Regions from separate parts of the Capsicum annuum genome. Here regions 1 and 3 are each linked to region 2. Evidence: chromatin contacts called from public Hi-C data. All regions are on one chromosome and are shown on one strand. The core of a region is the stretch at or near the end of the contact, and the rest is flanking DNA. Distances in the headings are between cores, read along the strand shown. Region 1 has its middle 99 kb from the start of LOC107848517. Region 2 holds the start of LOC107847989 (cyclin-D1-1). Region 3 holds the start of LOC107848517.

Evidence for each region. A called contact is a pair of places that touch in the nucleus more often than the background predicts.
Region 1: a Hi-C map of leaf shows a contact between it and region 2, with 3 times the contacts expected there. The contact joins the enhancer-like site here to the promoter of LOC107847989 in region 2. A contact is called at or near these places in 2 of 5 Hi-C or Micro-C datasets (leaf and placenta).
Region 3: a contact with region 2 is called in a Hi-C map of bud, with 4 times the contacts expected there. The contact joins the promoter of LOC107848517 here to the promoter of LOC107847989 in region 2. A contact is called at or near these places in 2 of 5 Hi-C or Micro-C datasets (bud and leaf).

Annotation. Positions count from the first base shown.
Region 1 is chr11:46,918,923-46,922,328 of UCD10Xv1.1, forward strand. No RefSeq gene overlaps it. Among protein-coding and RNA genes, the nearest start is that of LOC107848517, 99 kb to the left of the region's middle. Within about 2 kb of position 1,304, at least 2 of the 5 cell types and tissues checked have an H3K27ac peak or open chromatin away from gene starts, as enhancers often do. A contact at or near this core is called in leaf, where this site is marked.
Region 2 is chr11:47,049,688-47,052,866 of UCD10Xv1.1, forward strand. It overlaps LOC107847989 (cyclin-D1-1), which reads left to right and starts at 1,783. Exons shown (of 5, transcript XM_016692628.2): 1 at 1,783-2,243. The coding sequence starts at 1,986.
Region 3 is chr11:46,820,297-46,823,586 of UCD10Xv1.1, forward strand. LOC107848517 reads right to left here and starts at 1,600. Exons shown (of 4, transcript XM_047399641.1): 1 at 1,076-1,600. The coding sequence starts at 1,556.

The sequences.
Region 1 (3,406 bases), core at 54-2,553, 130 kb before region 2:
AACTACATCTTTTTTGTCCTCTGAGTTCAATAATTTCACTCCATTTCGTTTGTGAGTGTCAGTGTATAATTATTAGTAGTGAGAAATTTCCATCTTTTAGTGTATGATTGTGTGGAGTGATCTGGTGTATCAATAAAATATTGACAGAACTAAATTAATTCTCATTTATGTGTTATTTTTATTTTCTTTTCCCTAGGGTAGTCATTACTTACGATTTATTTGGTCATAGATTTCTCAAATAACAACAACAACCTCAGCGTATTCCCCATAAAGTGGGGTTTAAGGAGGTCGGATAGAATGTACGCAGTCCATATCGTTTACCTTCGAAGAGGTAGAGAAGTTGTTTTCGATAGACCTCCGGCTCAAGATAAAAAATTGGAAACAAGATCGTAATGAAACATGAAACATGATGGATGGCGTAACAGAAATAAAAAATAAGAACTAATAAAAATAGAAATAAAAGAAATAAGAAATAAGAGAAATTAGACACCCACACAGTAGTACCATACACTCACAGACCAAAGACATCTACTACACTCATACTCTCCTAACTGGCTGCTCCTACCTATGGATACAGTCCTAGGATTATTAACTCGGCTACACAAAAGCTCTCTTAACTACTTGCTACGACTCACCCACGCACACTAGTCTTCTACCATTATCCGTGACCTCCACACCTTTCTATCTAGGGTCATGTCCTCAATAAGCTGTAACTGCTTCATGTCACGTCTCAAATAATTTTTGAAAAAAAAAACTTGACAAATAATATTTGATTATGTAATTTGTCGTTATTTGTTAAATAGTTCAATTTCCAAATACTCGAAAAAATCACGGGTCAAATTTTATTTTTTGGAAACTTTTAATAGTGAAATATATTTCACAAGTTCTATGGCCAAACACATGGTGAAACTTTACGCAAATCTTCACTCAAAAATGACTTGTCAAAAATATTTGAAAATTTATAACCAAATGCTAGCTTACTTGTTCCAAAAATAATTACTCCTACATACATATCTCGAATTGCAGCTCTATTACCACCGAAGAATTGGGTGCAATAGATGAGACTACGTCTTTCTTAATAAGAGATTTTGAGTTTGAGTCCTGTATATGAAATAATCTTTGATAGAAAACGTTTTCTTCAAATGAGTCCAACGCGATATAAAACTGAATTTATCGAATCTCAATACGTGTATATTGAACAGCGAATCAAGGAGAAAAAAAAAAGAATTGTTGCTCCAGCATAACCAAAACACCAAAAGTCTTTGAAATTTTTACTCTTTATGGAGTAATATTTCTCCTTTACAATTTAAAATTTCAGAGCTAGATTAGTAATGATTTTTAATATTTTAATTTTCAAGTTCTGACATGTGAATTCTTTTAAGGTCAAATTCTGTAATTAAAACCTTGCAAAAGAACTTCAGCTAATGATTATGTATTATTATATTATGATAGGCTTTTTATCCTATATGTATAAAAATAACTAATCTAGCTAAGGTTAATTAAACACTTAGAATTTGGAAAAGCTAATGATGAATTGAATACCTAACTTTGCATTTGACAAAAGAATTGATTCAGCTTAAAAAATATCTTCAAAGATGGAATTAGGAGAGCTTCGTTAGGATACTACCCAGATTCCAGAGCATACCATTAATTAAAAAATACATTATCTCCGTTCATGCTTATTTATTCATGTTTAATTTACCAATTTTTTTAAAAAATAATAAATAAAATGATAAAAGTTTGTATATCACCAGTAAATATTATATAAGTTATCGAATGTTGAAAAATAATAATACATATAAAATAATAATAATAAAGATAAAATACATATAAAATAATAACAATAAAGATAAAATACATATAAAATAATAAATTGCTTTTTAATTTTTTAAAAAGAAACAAGCGAAAAGAAGTATTTATCTTTAATAAACAAGCAAACGTGTACGGAGGAAGTAGGGGTGTACATAGGTTGGGTTGATTCGGTTTTTATTAAAAAAAACCAAACCAATCATGTCGGTTTATTAAAACCAAATCAAACCAACATAAAATTGGTTTTTTCGATTTAGGTTTTAGTCGTTTTTTTTTGGATTTTTGGGTTTTTTCGGGTTTATTAAACAATATTTAGTTTTTACAATTATATTGTGCTTAGATCAAATATGTTTTCACTCATGTGCTAATGAAACCATAATTATGAAAAAATGAGGAGCGAAAAACTCTCTTGAAACTAAAAAGTGAGATGAAGAGTGAAAAGTTTAGGTTCTAAGTTTATATTGGGTTTTGGATCATTTAATTAGCAATAATGGATAAATATTACAACTTAAAGGTCCAAATCTAAATATATATCTACATCTACTTTCAAATTATTGAAAATTACTAAAACTAGTTGAAAAAATATTTAAAAAGTAGATTATAATTAATATTTTATGTATAAAAAAGTTCGAATATTATATCTATACTATATTAAAAGTGTGAAGGGCCTTAAAAATGACGTTTGAACTTTTAGCCCTTTAATAAGCCTCTGCAATAGATAAAAACGTCTTTTTACTATTTTCCTCAATTTATTATTTAATTAGATTAAAGACTCCTAAAACATATGAAAAGAATTTAATAACTCCTAAAATATATAGAAAGAATCCTGATAAACTAAAAACTTTTAGTACTTCATAATTTAAAATTATAAAGAAGAATAAGTAGAATATTATGAATAAAATTGTAGGACAAGTCAAAGTTAAAAAAGGAAGAAATCGTTGTCCACATAAAAAAAAAGGAGGCGTAAAAATTTATATTTAATTATATGATTTATAAATGGAAAACTTGATAAATAGAATAAATTTAATTTATTGTTCCTACGCATGAGTTTTAGGATTTAATAACATATATTTGTTGATTTTGATTATTTAATCTAAGTAATATTTAGTACTTCTAAAAATAGAATTTTGACTTATATAAAAAATATTCTTTATAATTCTATTTAAGTAATATTTTGGATCAAAATTTATACGAAATAAATTCTTATATTGTACTTTTATTTTTTACTTTAGTTTTGATTTACATGTTTTCTTACTATCATTATCATCATCCCTTTTGCCTTTATTTATTTCTTTTAATCATACCTTTAAAGATTATATATGAAGAATAATAATCAACAATTGACATTGATTCTCTCTTTTAATAACTTCTTGTGTTTCTCTGTTAGTTAAAAGTTTTTGATCGAAAAATTGGATAAGTATCTTGCCGTCGAATGAAATTGTCAAAAATTAAAGGTTTATTGTTTTTTTTTTTCTTTTACTTTCTTTGCGTAATCGTGACATAAAAAGGGCTCCAATCCCATTTTTCTTTTTTACAAAAACATATCAAGGTCACGAATTAGGATAGGAGGTTAATTCTTTTTTATTTATGAGTTATG
Region 2 (3,179 bases), core at 533-3,032:
TAGATTATAGATTATAGATATAGATTATAGAAATAGATATTATGTAGGTTTGATTCGGGTTCGGTTTAACTTTTTTTTTACTAACACCAAACCAAGAATGATCGATTTTTTTTGTCTAACGCCAAACCAATCAAACCAAACCATAAGTCGGTTTTTTTCTCGGTTTGGTTTGGTTCGTCGGTTCGATTTGACTTGACGGTTTGGTATGATAATTCGATATAAACCATATCATGCCCACTTTTTTTTGAGTTAATACATAAAAATGACCATAAACTTGACACCAAATTATAACTTTGACCTTAAACTTTGAAAGTGCACAAATATGACCTTTAACTATTCAAAACTGCACAAATATGACCTCCAATCCTACGTGGAAAAACGCGTGTTCAATACACAAAACTGGGCGCGTTCAGCTTAAAATCTAAGGGTATAATACATAAATATGACCTTTAAACTTTGACAGTGCACAAATATGCCCTTTAACTATTCAAAACTGCATAAATATGACCTTTAAATGACTCTTCACTATTATTTTTTCATTATTTTCGGCTCAAAGATGAAAATAACATCTAATTTCTTTTGTCATTGCGGAAAAATAGCAATATTGAAGATTTATTAATTAGGAGGGTCAGCCTCATACGAAAAAATTGAGCGGGTATGTATATATATTATAAAGCAGAGGTCGAATTTAAGTTATATAATATATCTAAATATTATTTATTTAAATATTAAATTAAAGATGAAACTATACTAATAATAAAAAAATTATAGTTTTAATAAAACATTATTAAATTAATGTTATTAAGGATAGTAGAAGTAGTATATTAAATTAACGTTATCAAATTAACGTAATTAAAAGGTTATTAAATTAACGTTGTTAAAACGTTATTAAATTAACGAGGGGCGGACCTACGTGGTTGCCATGGGGTTCATCCGAACCCCCTCGATAAAAAAATTACATTGTATATATATAAGATAGAAAATGTATATTTATGTATGTATATTAATGTTGAACCACATGAAACAAGACATTTAGATAGCCCAGTGGTGTTATTTGCTCTTTTTGGGCGCTTCCTTCAGCCTACTGTGCAGGTTCGATCCCTTCTAGTGACTGTTTTTTTTTTGCTAATTAAAAAAAAAGATAGGTGTTGCTGCTATAGAAATAAATAGAATAATAATAATAATAATAATAATTTTTTTAAATTAAAAAAAAGTTAGGTGCTGCTACTATAAAAATAAATAAATAAATAATAATAATAATAATAATAATAATAATAATAATAATAATAATAACAATAATTATAACAACAACAACAACAACAACAACAATAATAATAATAATAATAATAATAACAATTATAATAATAATAATAATAATAATAATAAAAACGACGTCGTTTTAACACAAAAACAAAACTTTGACAGTGCACAAATATGACTTTTAACTATTCAAAACTACACAAATATGACCTCTCTCCAAGTCATCCCTTTTAACGATGTGGTACCGTGTGATTGGATTGCCTTTCCACGTAGGCGCGGGTGAGACTCACGCATGGGGTTGCAAAGTTAGAGGTCGTATTTATTCAAGTTTTGAATAGTTAAAGGTCTTATTTGTGCACTACCAAAGTTTAAAGTCAAAGTTATAATTTGGTGTCAAGTTTAAGGTCATTTTTATATATTAACTCTTTTTTTTTCTTGTACGTAGATTTTTTTTAAATTTAATCTATCACAAAACTAAAAAAAATTACAAAATATAAATGATACTCTTAACTATTTATACCAGTGAATGAGATAGCCACACCCAAAACACACACACAAAAAATAAACTCACACTTCCACTTACAGTTCGGCTTCCTCTTCCTCTTCCTCTATCACTTCTTCAAAAGTCCACGTAGACATTCCGGCAATCTTCTCCGATCAAAATCTCCGTTTCCCGGCAATCAAAATGTCCAAAACAGAATGAGTATTTCCATCGATAACCTATCATGTCGTACTCCGATTGCTTCTCCGACTTACTCTGCGGCGAAGACTCCGACACCGTTTTCTCAAACGGAGGAGAAGATTTGCCGGAATGTTCTTCGTCGGATATTGAATCTCAATTCACCGGCGATATTGATGAATCGATTGCTAGTCTTATCGAAGATGAACGGAATTTTGTGCCTGGATTTGATTATATTGACAAGTTTGAATCGCAGTCTCTAAGCGCCGTCGCTAGAGAAGAATCCGTTGCATGGATTCTCAAGGTATCGGCGCATGTTAGATTTTTATTAAATTGGTTTGCTAGGAGTGTTAGTGAAATCAATCGATTCATCGATAGTAAAGTAAAACACCGGTGGTCAAAATGTAACGGCGCATGTTAGATATTTGATACTTTAATTTGCTAAAATATACTTGTAGTTAACAAACACTATTGCATCGATAGCGCAGTAAAACTCCGGCGAGAAATACTGGAAAAAAAGCTCCGGTGAAAAAAATGTATCGGCGCATGTTAGATTTTGTGTTACTTAATTTGCTAAGATATACTTGAATTAACAGTACTATAGCATCGATTCTCAAGGTATTATTTAATCAATTTCATCGATAGTACGGTAACCTCCTGTGGAATACTGTATGCGCGCATGTTAGATTTTTGTTTCTTTTGCTGCTAAAATATACCTGTAGTTAATTGGTATAACTAGTAAATTTTCAATATAATGTGCTCAGAAGTTCACGGGTTTAACCTACAGATACCAATCTCTTATGAAAATGTAAAATAATGCTATAGTCCGTGCAGTTTCGTTTTTTCTTAAACTCTACACATAAAATGAAAGATTTAGTGCATCGGCCTATTTATTTGCTTACTTCTAGTTAATCAAATCCAAATGGTATAAAACTGAATCGAATAATTTTTTTCTTTTTTGAAACTTTTCGCAGGTACAACGCCACTATGGTTTCCAGCCATTAACGGCGTATCTGGCCGTTAATTATTTTGATCGTTTTCTCTACTCTAGAAGCTTGCCGGTAAATTAGTCATTTTCAAGTTTTCCTTTTTGCCCTTTTAATAATGAGAGGTGGCTGGAAATAAAGGACGAAAATAAGTTGGACTATGACAATACTGTCATTGTATAAAATATTAGTAAGAAATGATATATGTAACGCAAAAATTATAAGATCACTTGAGAAATGTTTTCAAATTACTA
Region 3 (3,290 bases), core at 350-2,849, 230 kb before region 2:
GGTGTACTCGATGCTTAAGCAGATGATTTGGTGGTGGTAAGTCAATTTGACAGATTTCTCTAAAGGAATTGGAGAGAAGTAAGCAACATCCCACGAGTGGGGAGTGAGGAGGGTAGTGCATACACAGACCTTTCCCATACCTAGGGAGGTAGAGAGGGTGTTTCCAATAGACCATCAGCTCAAGAAAATAACAGGAGTGCAGAAACCAAGACAAAAATACTACACAAGGCATGACAAAGCAATACTGTAAAAAGAACACTAACTACAACAAAATAATACGATAAACAAATTACAACGGGGAATATATAGTAATAGAAATCAAAGGAACAAGAACCTACAACTTAATACTACTAGTAGATAAGCGAGCGAGACTACACTCAACTATTTACTAACCTCCTACGCTAATCCGGGTCCTCCATAATATTTAATTTAATTTCTCTAATACCCCTATACGATGTTTAGCATAAAAGATCTACATTCCTAAGTAAAATTGAAGATTGACAGAACAATTCCAAATAATAGGCATACTAGGAGTTCCCACTGCTAATAGGTATAACAATGCTCAGCTTTTATTAAATCCTTAAGGTGATAAACGATTCATTCTCAAGTTGTAACTAACTATGAACAAATATATAACTGGTTCATTGTTTCCCATCAATTCAGTTGCATATGATTTGATTTTTTTTTTTCCTAGCAAGAACATTGGGATCCTATGCCCAACAGAAGGCTCATAACACATACATCAACACCCATATAATCCCACAAGTGGGGTCTGGAAAGCTAGGATGTATACCGACCTTACCCCTACTTTTGCAGGGCAGGCTCATAACACATACAACAATAACATATCTAGTATAATCCACTTGTGTTACAGGGAGGGTACGATGTAAGCAAACCTTTGCGGGGAAGGCTGATAACATATACAACAACAACAACATACACAGTGTAATCCCATAAGTGCGGTACAGTGAGGCAAGAATATACGCAGACCTTAAACCTCCTATCTTTGCAGAGTAGACTCATAACACACAGTAATAAAAATTTACAAAAACCCAAATCTTGAAAAGAACTTTACCTTTATCCTGCTGAACATTTTTGGCACTTGCATTAACAGGATTATTTTTAAGCTTATTAATATTAGCAAGCTGAGCTTTTCTACTCTGCTCAATTTCTTCCATCAGCTTATCTTCAACTGCAGTATCATACACTTTATCAACTCCAAACCCCTTAGGCTTGTGTTCTAACCACTTCTTCATATTTCTTAACGGCATAATCACCTCATCATCATCATCCTCATCACCAATAAAATCATCCACATCAACATCGTCATCATCATCAAGATTGTCAATTTCTTCCACTTCTACCTCATTCTTGAGTGCAGATAGGGACAGCCCAGTTCTTTTTTGCCATAGAAGAGAAGGAATGGTTGCATGGGTCAGTTTATTTGAGTGGAAAAACCAGTGGGTTGGAGGAATCTTGGAAAGAAGTTGTGAACTTGGGATGTAATTCATGTTACAACATTGGGGTTGCCTTGTATAACTTGCTAGGCTAAGCATTTTCAATAACCAAGAAAATGTAGTGAAACTTGATATACAGGTGTAGGTATGTTGACTTCTTATAGTTCTTTGTTATCTACTTGGGTTTATTAGTCAATACTTACTCCGTCTTATTTTATCCGTCCTAAATTTTTTAATTTAAATTTTACTTATTCTTTTTTATTTATATAAAAGAAATTTTGTTTTTCCTCATTACACCCTTGATGTAAGTTATTATTTTCTGTTGTTAGTATTCTTAAAAAATATTGCAAAAGAAGTACCGTTAAAAATATAAATGGTGTTTTATTATTAGTCATCATCAATATTAAAACTAATAATAAGACACAAAAATAAAATAGTAAAATTACGTTATCAATCATTATTTTTTTAATAATTATAGCATTTCAATTTTCAACTGGTAAAATAAGACGGAGGTAGTATCAGTTATCAATATAAGCATTTGGGGGAGAGGGTGGGGTTGGGGGATTTAGCTGAGGTTCATAGGGGAGAGTGGAGATGAAGAGTAAGATTTTTGTGGGCTTTAGTGACATTTGGATTGGATTGGATTGGGAGCCCAAATAATAAAATATGTACAAGGAGTCTTTACTTAAATACTCATTCAAATACTGTTTACTTTTTTTAATCGGTACATGTAGATTATACATTTGTTTGCTGCTTTTAATTCAAACAACTGGGTAATTGGCTATTTAGGTTAGTTTTACATGAGAAATCTTTACACAAATAACTGACGGACTTTATCATCTTTAGACCTTTAATTGGAAAATAATTATTATTATAGAGTTTGATTTTATAGAGGTGAAATTTTATGGCTATATTCTAGAATTATACTTGTGAAATTTAAAACTCATGATAATATCTATTTTTCAAAAATAAAATCGAAAAGCGGCTAGTCAATAGTATTATTTTGCTCATTTTGTGATGTTTTATGTTTGTCCTAGACTTAAGATCCATAACCTAATTAAAATAAAAAGGAAGTTCACAAATTAAAAAATTATCTTTGGATTTGAAGATTACTAGAATCAGATGAGAAACGTCCTCTACGAATATACCATAAAATATAATCCTAATTCATGAACGTTATATACTTTCTTGAACAATTTGTTCGAAATATGAAGTGGGAAGTTATCAAGTATTAGTCCAAAATAGCATTGTAATTCAGTTGATAGTTCAAAATGAAACTTGGTAATTGGAGGGAAATTTTATCATGGATGAGTCTCAAATATGATTTGGTGTGTGAGGATTACTTTTTGAATTAAAAAAATGTAGGCTCCTGTGTGAGGGATTTCTTTTTGAATAAAGAAAAAATATGTGGGCCATTTGTTATTCATCTCACCCTTTATTGTTATTTTCTCCCTTCCCTCCTTTTTAACTCATAGCCTTTTCTCTCCATTTCTTTTTTTTCCCCTTTTAATTTAATTCTTTTGTAACCTAATTTTTTTTGGATTAATTTTGTTTGCGCATAACTCGATTAGTTTTATGAAATACTGAAAAGAAATTACTCTATTTATTTCGATTGAAAATTAAATTTGAGACCTCAAGATACTCTATCCACTTTGTTGAACCACTAGATCACACTCTTAGGCGTAATTATTTTTACGTTTTTCATCACTATTTACTTTTTATCTTTTCTAAAACCTAAAAATTTCATAAAAAATATGGTCAAGCACAATTCCAACTCTAATTTTTTAGGCTCTCATGGCCAAACTCTTACTTAATATTAATTATTTATGCATA